2 separate regions of the Macaca mulatta genome follow, and region 1 is linked to region 2. A link is a contact called in public Hi-C data. All regions are on one chromosome and are shown on one strand. The core of a region is the stretch at or near the end of the contact, and the rest is flanking DNA. Distances in the headings are between cores, read along the strand shown.

The links. A called contact is a pair of places that touch in the nucleus more often than the background predicts.
Region 1: a contact with region 2 is called in a Hi-C map of cortical neurons, with 2.0 times the contacts expected there. The contact joins the enhancer-like site here to the promoter of SH3BP5 in region 2. A contact is called at or near these places in 5 of 14 Hi-C or Micro-C datasets (CD4 T cells, blood, cortical neurons and 2 more).

Annotation. Positions count from the first base shown.
Region 1 is chr2:33,206,833-33,209,663 of T2T-MMU8v2.0, reverse strand. All of the region lies in intron 3 of SH3BP5 (SH3 domain binding protein 5), which reads right to left. Among named protein-coding and RNA genes, the nearest start is that of SH3BP5, 53 kb to the right of the region's middle. Within about 2 kb of position 1,558, at least 14 of the 40 cell types and tissues checked have an H3K27ac peak or open chromatin away from gene starts, as enhancers often do. A contact at or near this core is called in cortical neurons, where this site is marked.
Region 2 is chr2:33,153,566-33,156,561 of T2T-MMU8v2.0, reverse strand. SH3BP5 (SH3 domain binding protein 5) reads right to left here and starts at 1,513. Exons shown (of 9, transcript XM_015132213.3): 1 at 1,198-1,513. The coding sequence starts at 1,335.

The DNA.
Region 1 (2,831 bases), core at 309-2,808, 53 kb before region 2:
CCAGAGATAGAATCTGGCCATTCTGATAGCACCGTTTTACCTCTGAGGATGTCTGGCATATATTTTAATCCAAATTATCCCAGAACAAAGTTTCATTTGAAAACATTTTCTGGGGAGAATTCCATTAAGCCCATTTAGTTCCTTGATTTTTTCACACCCAGGTGCTTCTAATTTTTCAGCTTATTTAGTCAAAATTATTCTCCTGAAGATTGGTTTCTTTCTATTTCAAATAAACAGATTTGATTGAATAAACAGTTTCATCCATATCAAATTTTACTAAATGTAGCTTGTGGCATGGAGTTTTTCATTGTTTCTATCAAAATTTTGCTGAATCAGTTTCTTAAAGATCTAAACATTTGGCTGGGCGTGGTGGCTCATGCCTGTAATCCCAGCACTTTGGGAGGCTGAGGCGGGCAGATCACCTGAGGTCGGGAGTTCAAGAGCAGCTTGGCCCACATGGCGAAACCCCATCTCTACTAAAAATAGAAAAAATTAGCTGGGCCTGGTGGCAGGTGCCTATAATCCCAGCTACTCAGGGGGCTGAGGCAGGAGAATCGTTTGAACCTGGGAGGTGGAGGTTGCAGTGAGCTGAGATCGCACCACTGCACTCCAGCCTAGGCGACAAGAGCAAAACTCTGTCTCAGGGGGAAAAAAAAAAATCTAAAAATTTGTCAAACATAGGGGACATCATTTTTTCTCAGTCCCAAAAGTTACCATGTACATTGAGTCACTATCAGTTTAATCGTGTTATTTCTCCCAACAATGTATATTACAAAGAAAACAAGAAATCCATGGTATGTATCTACCCTTAGAGAGATGAGAAAACCGTGGGCAGTCTTAAGAGAGACAGTGCCTGCAGCCGTACCGTGGACAGACTACAGAGCCCTTTAATATGTCAGAGCAGCAAGAGAGCTTTGCAGGGCTAGAAACATTGAGGTCAAACGGTTTTGTTCTGGCCTGAGCTTAAAGGTGAACTTTAAAAATGTAAAAGCTTCTACTTGCTTCAAAATACAGCAAGGAGTAACAAGGGAGAGCTGGGGGTGGGGAAAAAGATGAAATAGGATTGCCCCAAGGTAGGTAATTGTAGAAGCTCGATGATGAACATCGGAGGTTCCATTACTTTGTTCTCTATTTTGCATATATTTGAAAGTTTTGACCCCAGCTTCCGGCAGGACAGTCCCTACTGCCAACAGTCATCCAGACTAACCAGGGGTGAGTCTGACACAAGCGTTTCAGTTGGGGGCATCAGGGAAGGTTCTTCAAGCACTGAGCCCACCTCTGCTTATCTTCAGTACTAGACACCAGCCTGCAGTTCGCATCCAGACACAGCGTGTTCACACACACCACCCAAAGGGCTTCCCATTGCACTCATGCAGCACGATTCCTCTGCCTTAAGCTGGCACTGTTTATTACCCTACAGAATCTCCCTAATTCATGTAAAAGCTGGCAGGAGGAGGGTCTCAGACCTTCTGTTTTCACAGGGCACTACTTAGCCTGAGTCAGTGTGCCTAGGCTAGTCAGCCGGCTGATGTCTATCGCCCGTCCCCACACTTCCATCCTTTCACAATGAACAAGCAGCTTACAGGGCCTGCCAGCTACACGCAGCAGGCCTCCAGGAACGACACATCCCAAATCAAATCCTTCCTGTTGCTGCAGCAACACCACAGATGCCAGGCTCTTCCTGCCCACCCTAGCCAGAAGGGCGCACCCACATTCCTCCTCATCCTCCTCCCGCTTTCACCTCCTTCACGCTGTAGCAGTGTGCCACCACTGGCTAGAGCACCGGCTGGCCAGGTGTGAGGTAGGGGCCTGAGCCGGGGGGAGACAGCAGTACCCCCGGAAAAAAGCAGAGAAAGGAAAAAAACCCCACAACAGCACCCCAGGGTACCACCACCAAACCTAGACTCCTAACCCACAGAACCAAATAACAGGGTTTTTGTGCTCAGGGAGATGGAGACAATGTAGACCAATTGTTTTATTTTCTAGGAGAAAATGTAACAGTCTCACAAATAAATTGGCCTGCTCAAAGCATGGAGCCTGGATATTCTACCAACCCCAATCCAAGCTGCCCTCCCTGCCAGCCAGCCACACAGCCATCCCCCACATCACACTCTCACACTCTCTCTGTCCCCAAAACACACACACGCAGCATGCCCCGCCTCTTAATTCTTCAAATGTGTGCAAACTCAGAGAGCTCCTTCGTTGCGGTGGGTTTCCCTGAGGTCAGCAGGGCTGTATCTTCCTCCCTGCACGTCCACTCACAATTATCTTCCATCTCTGCCTTTGTCTCCCACCTATACTGTCATTCCCAGGACCCACGAAACACTAGCGTATCTTAGACACACACACACCAATCAGGGAAGTTATTTCATCTTCCACTGGGACGCGCAGTGCAGACCCAGGCCACGAACATGGTCATTGCTTGATATTGTGAGGGAGTGGAGAGCCCTGCTTTACGCCGCAGGGCAGCAGAGAACTGGAATACAGAATGCGGGGAAAGTCCATGTGCTCTGTAATTATGCCTCAGGACATTCCTTTGCAGTGAATGAGTAGCTGCTGGTTTCCAATCACAAGGGCGGAGCATAGGAGTAGAGAGGTGGGTGTATAAAGAACTGGGATGCCAGAAGAGGAAAGAGCACCTCCCTCCCGTAAGCTATAGCTATAGTTAATTTTTGTATTTTTAGTAGAAACAGGGTTTCACCATGTTGGCCAGGCTGGTCAGGAGTGAAACACGGTGCCCCAAAAACAAAACACACACTTTGATGCTGTGCACAAAACTGGCATTGATTTGACCACGACAATTGGACCAGTGACAACGGGGCCACTATGAG
Region 2 (2,996 bases), core at 264-2,763:
TTTAAACTAGCTTTAATCCCATTCATTTCAATAAACATTTACAAACTGACATTTTGTAAAAAGCATCCAACATGAACTTAACTCATCTTTACTATGCAAACAAAGGATCTTGCTAACATAATCCCATACCAATAACACACGATTTATTCCAAACCAATTATTTTAATTAATAGCATTCCTAATGCAAGGTTTTTTTTTTCCACCTGATCTTTATCTTGCTAACCTGACAAAACAATTCATTTAAACCCTAACCACTGAGTTAAGTGAGCTTTTAAATTGATCTGTGCACTAAAAAACCAATTAGGGATCCAGAAATTACAGAGCATGCTTAAAAGCAATTTTTTAAAAATGATTTACTGAAAAGGTAGAATAAAACGGGTCTTAGAAAGGGATCTGCTCTGCTTTTTGCTTCGGGGTGAAGAGGTTAAACTGTCACTCCTAGATCTCGGCTTGGAAATTGTTTTTTAATCATCTCTCTTGGAAATGGAGGCACAGTCAGCCAGCCCAATCCCCTCGCCGCCTCCACGCGTCAGCTTTGCGCATCAGTTGTCCCTGATTTCTGTTCATGCCCAGCCTCACAACAAGGAAAAGCAGGGTTTTAAGCAATTTCAGGCCAGGCGGAACGTTGAGCCGGTGGTGACAGTAAGACGCTCAGTTCTCTAACAATGAATCAGAGAAGGAAAACGGCTCAGGCCGGGCACCTTGGCAGGTGAGGACTCTGCACCCGGGGCACCAGTGCCAGCCCGCGCTGCAGGGGCGGGCAACGCCCACCCGCCTACGGTGCCCGGCGCCCACGCGGGCGACCCCTCCTCGCAGAGCCTGGAGGCCATGCCTTGCCCGCGGTGCCGTGGTGGCCGGGCGGGGGGTACCCCCGAGGATACCATGGCGCCCCCGCCCCCTTTTTCCCTTTGTTGCACATCCGCCCGAACCACCAGGCACTCTGCGGCGACCCCGATCCTGCTAGGGGTCTGCGGGGGGCTCCCCGCAATAGAGTCAGGCCGCATCCACGCGGGCACTGTAGCCTCCTCATTGTGGAGACGATGAAACAGAGCATACAGATCGTCTCCTGCCACCGTATGTGGCCGCCAGTCCCCAGACCACAGTCACTGGGGGCTGCGAAGTGGATGTACGCGTAGACGCCGACCTCCGCAGCAGCCCTCGCGAAGCCCGGATGCGGGGTGACCCCGCGCGCCCTACCTGGATTCGGGGATCCACCTCTTCTTCCTCCTCCAGCCCCTGCTCCATCCCCTTTTCCTCCTCCTCCTCCTCGTCCCGTGCAGGCGGCAGGAGCTCGGCTGGCTCCTCCGAGCGGCTCCGCTTCAGTGCCGCGTCCATGCGGGCAGTCGCCACGCGCGCCGCGCAGTGGGCTCCGGAGCGCCCTGGAGGTAGCGGCCGCCACAGGCTGGGCTGGAGCCGCCTCGCCACAGCCGGGCACGATCAGGGAGCCGCCGGGGCCGACACCCGGGAGGCACAGCTCGCCGATGCGGATCCCTCTGGCCGCGGCGGAGCAGAGGAAATGGGCGCGGCCGCCCCCTTTCTGCCGCGGCAGTCAGCGCAGCGCCCGCTCCGCCCCCGTCCCGCCCCGGCCGCGCGCTCCTCGGCCAGTCCCAGCTACCCAGGTCTCCGTCACAAAACCCCAGCTCCCTCCACATCTCCAAGGTGGCAAATTAGGAGAGCCCCCACCCCCTTGTAACTTAGCAGCCCGGATATATCTCAACTGCGTAACGCAAGCCTCCCGCTTTCGGGAGTCCCCTTCTCCCGCCCTCCTCCGAAGCGCGTTGTGTGTGGTAGGAGGCGTGGGGTGTTTTCACGCTGAAGTCGCCTTCCGAAGCCTGGGCTTAGTGACCCTGGACCTCAGGACCAAGACTTGCCGAAACCCTGTACCCAAAGGCACATTCCTCCCCTTGAGCGAACCTTGGGAATGGCACCTACTCAAAGATTTCCCCAGAAAAGCAAACTAAAATGTGCGCTTATATAGACACAGGAGTGTAGAGAGGAGAGCCAGCTGCAGCTCCGTGCACGGATGCATCGCCGAAGGCTGCGGCCTCTCTGGGCGAGCCCCGTACCAAACACAGAGGTGCGGCGGTCCTACCTGAATAGCCAGGAAGCATGGAGAATGCATTGAGCTGGGATGCCTGTGGGCAGACACAGCCTTTTTAAGGAGGTGGCAAGTGTAACCCCTGTTGATGGGCACACTCTGGCCAAGAATTTATGAATTAGTGAGACTTCCTGCCCACCATCAACAAGTAGGGAGACAGAGTTGGCCTGGCAGACACAGCATCCGAAAAGACCAAACTGAAGAGGCATGTGTGTGCTTTTATGAAATGTCAGGGCCACTGTGATGTCAGGGGAACCCAAAGGATGACCTTGGCAAAGCAGGTGAGCACATAGCTGCTCACATCTCCTTCCTTTGAGAAATGCAGAACGTGCACATGTTCTACACGGAGGCCTGTAGCCCATCTGCTCTGAGTTTGGTGGACAAATTTGCTTGAGAATGGAGCTTCTTTCTGAGAACCTATCATCAAAACCACCTTACAAAACCTGTGTCTGGCACGACATGGTAGCTCATATCTGTAATCCCAGCTCTTTGAGATGCCAGGATACAAGGATCACTTGAGGACAGGAGTTCAAGACCAGCCTGGGCAATACAGCCAGACACCTTCTCAAATAAATAAATAGTCCTGCTTCTGGTGGTTTTATCAAAAAGTAGGCTAGAGGGTTACTCCTAGGGAAAGGCACCACCCCATACACGCTGGCACTATAGTCCACTGTCAAAGGAAAATTGTCCTATTTTCTGGAGGTAGTGCCATGGTTTGTTTCTAAAAAGGTCAGACCTGCTCATTGCTCTTTAAATCAAGGATGAGTCAGCAATTCTGTGAGAGGTGTTTCAAAGTTCCTTGCTAAAGACATAGTTGCTTTTGGTTTTCCAATGATAGACGAAGCCAGGGACAAGATAGCCATAGGGGTCACTTTGGAACACAGGAGCCACCAATCTT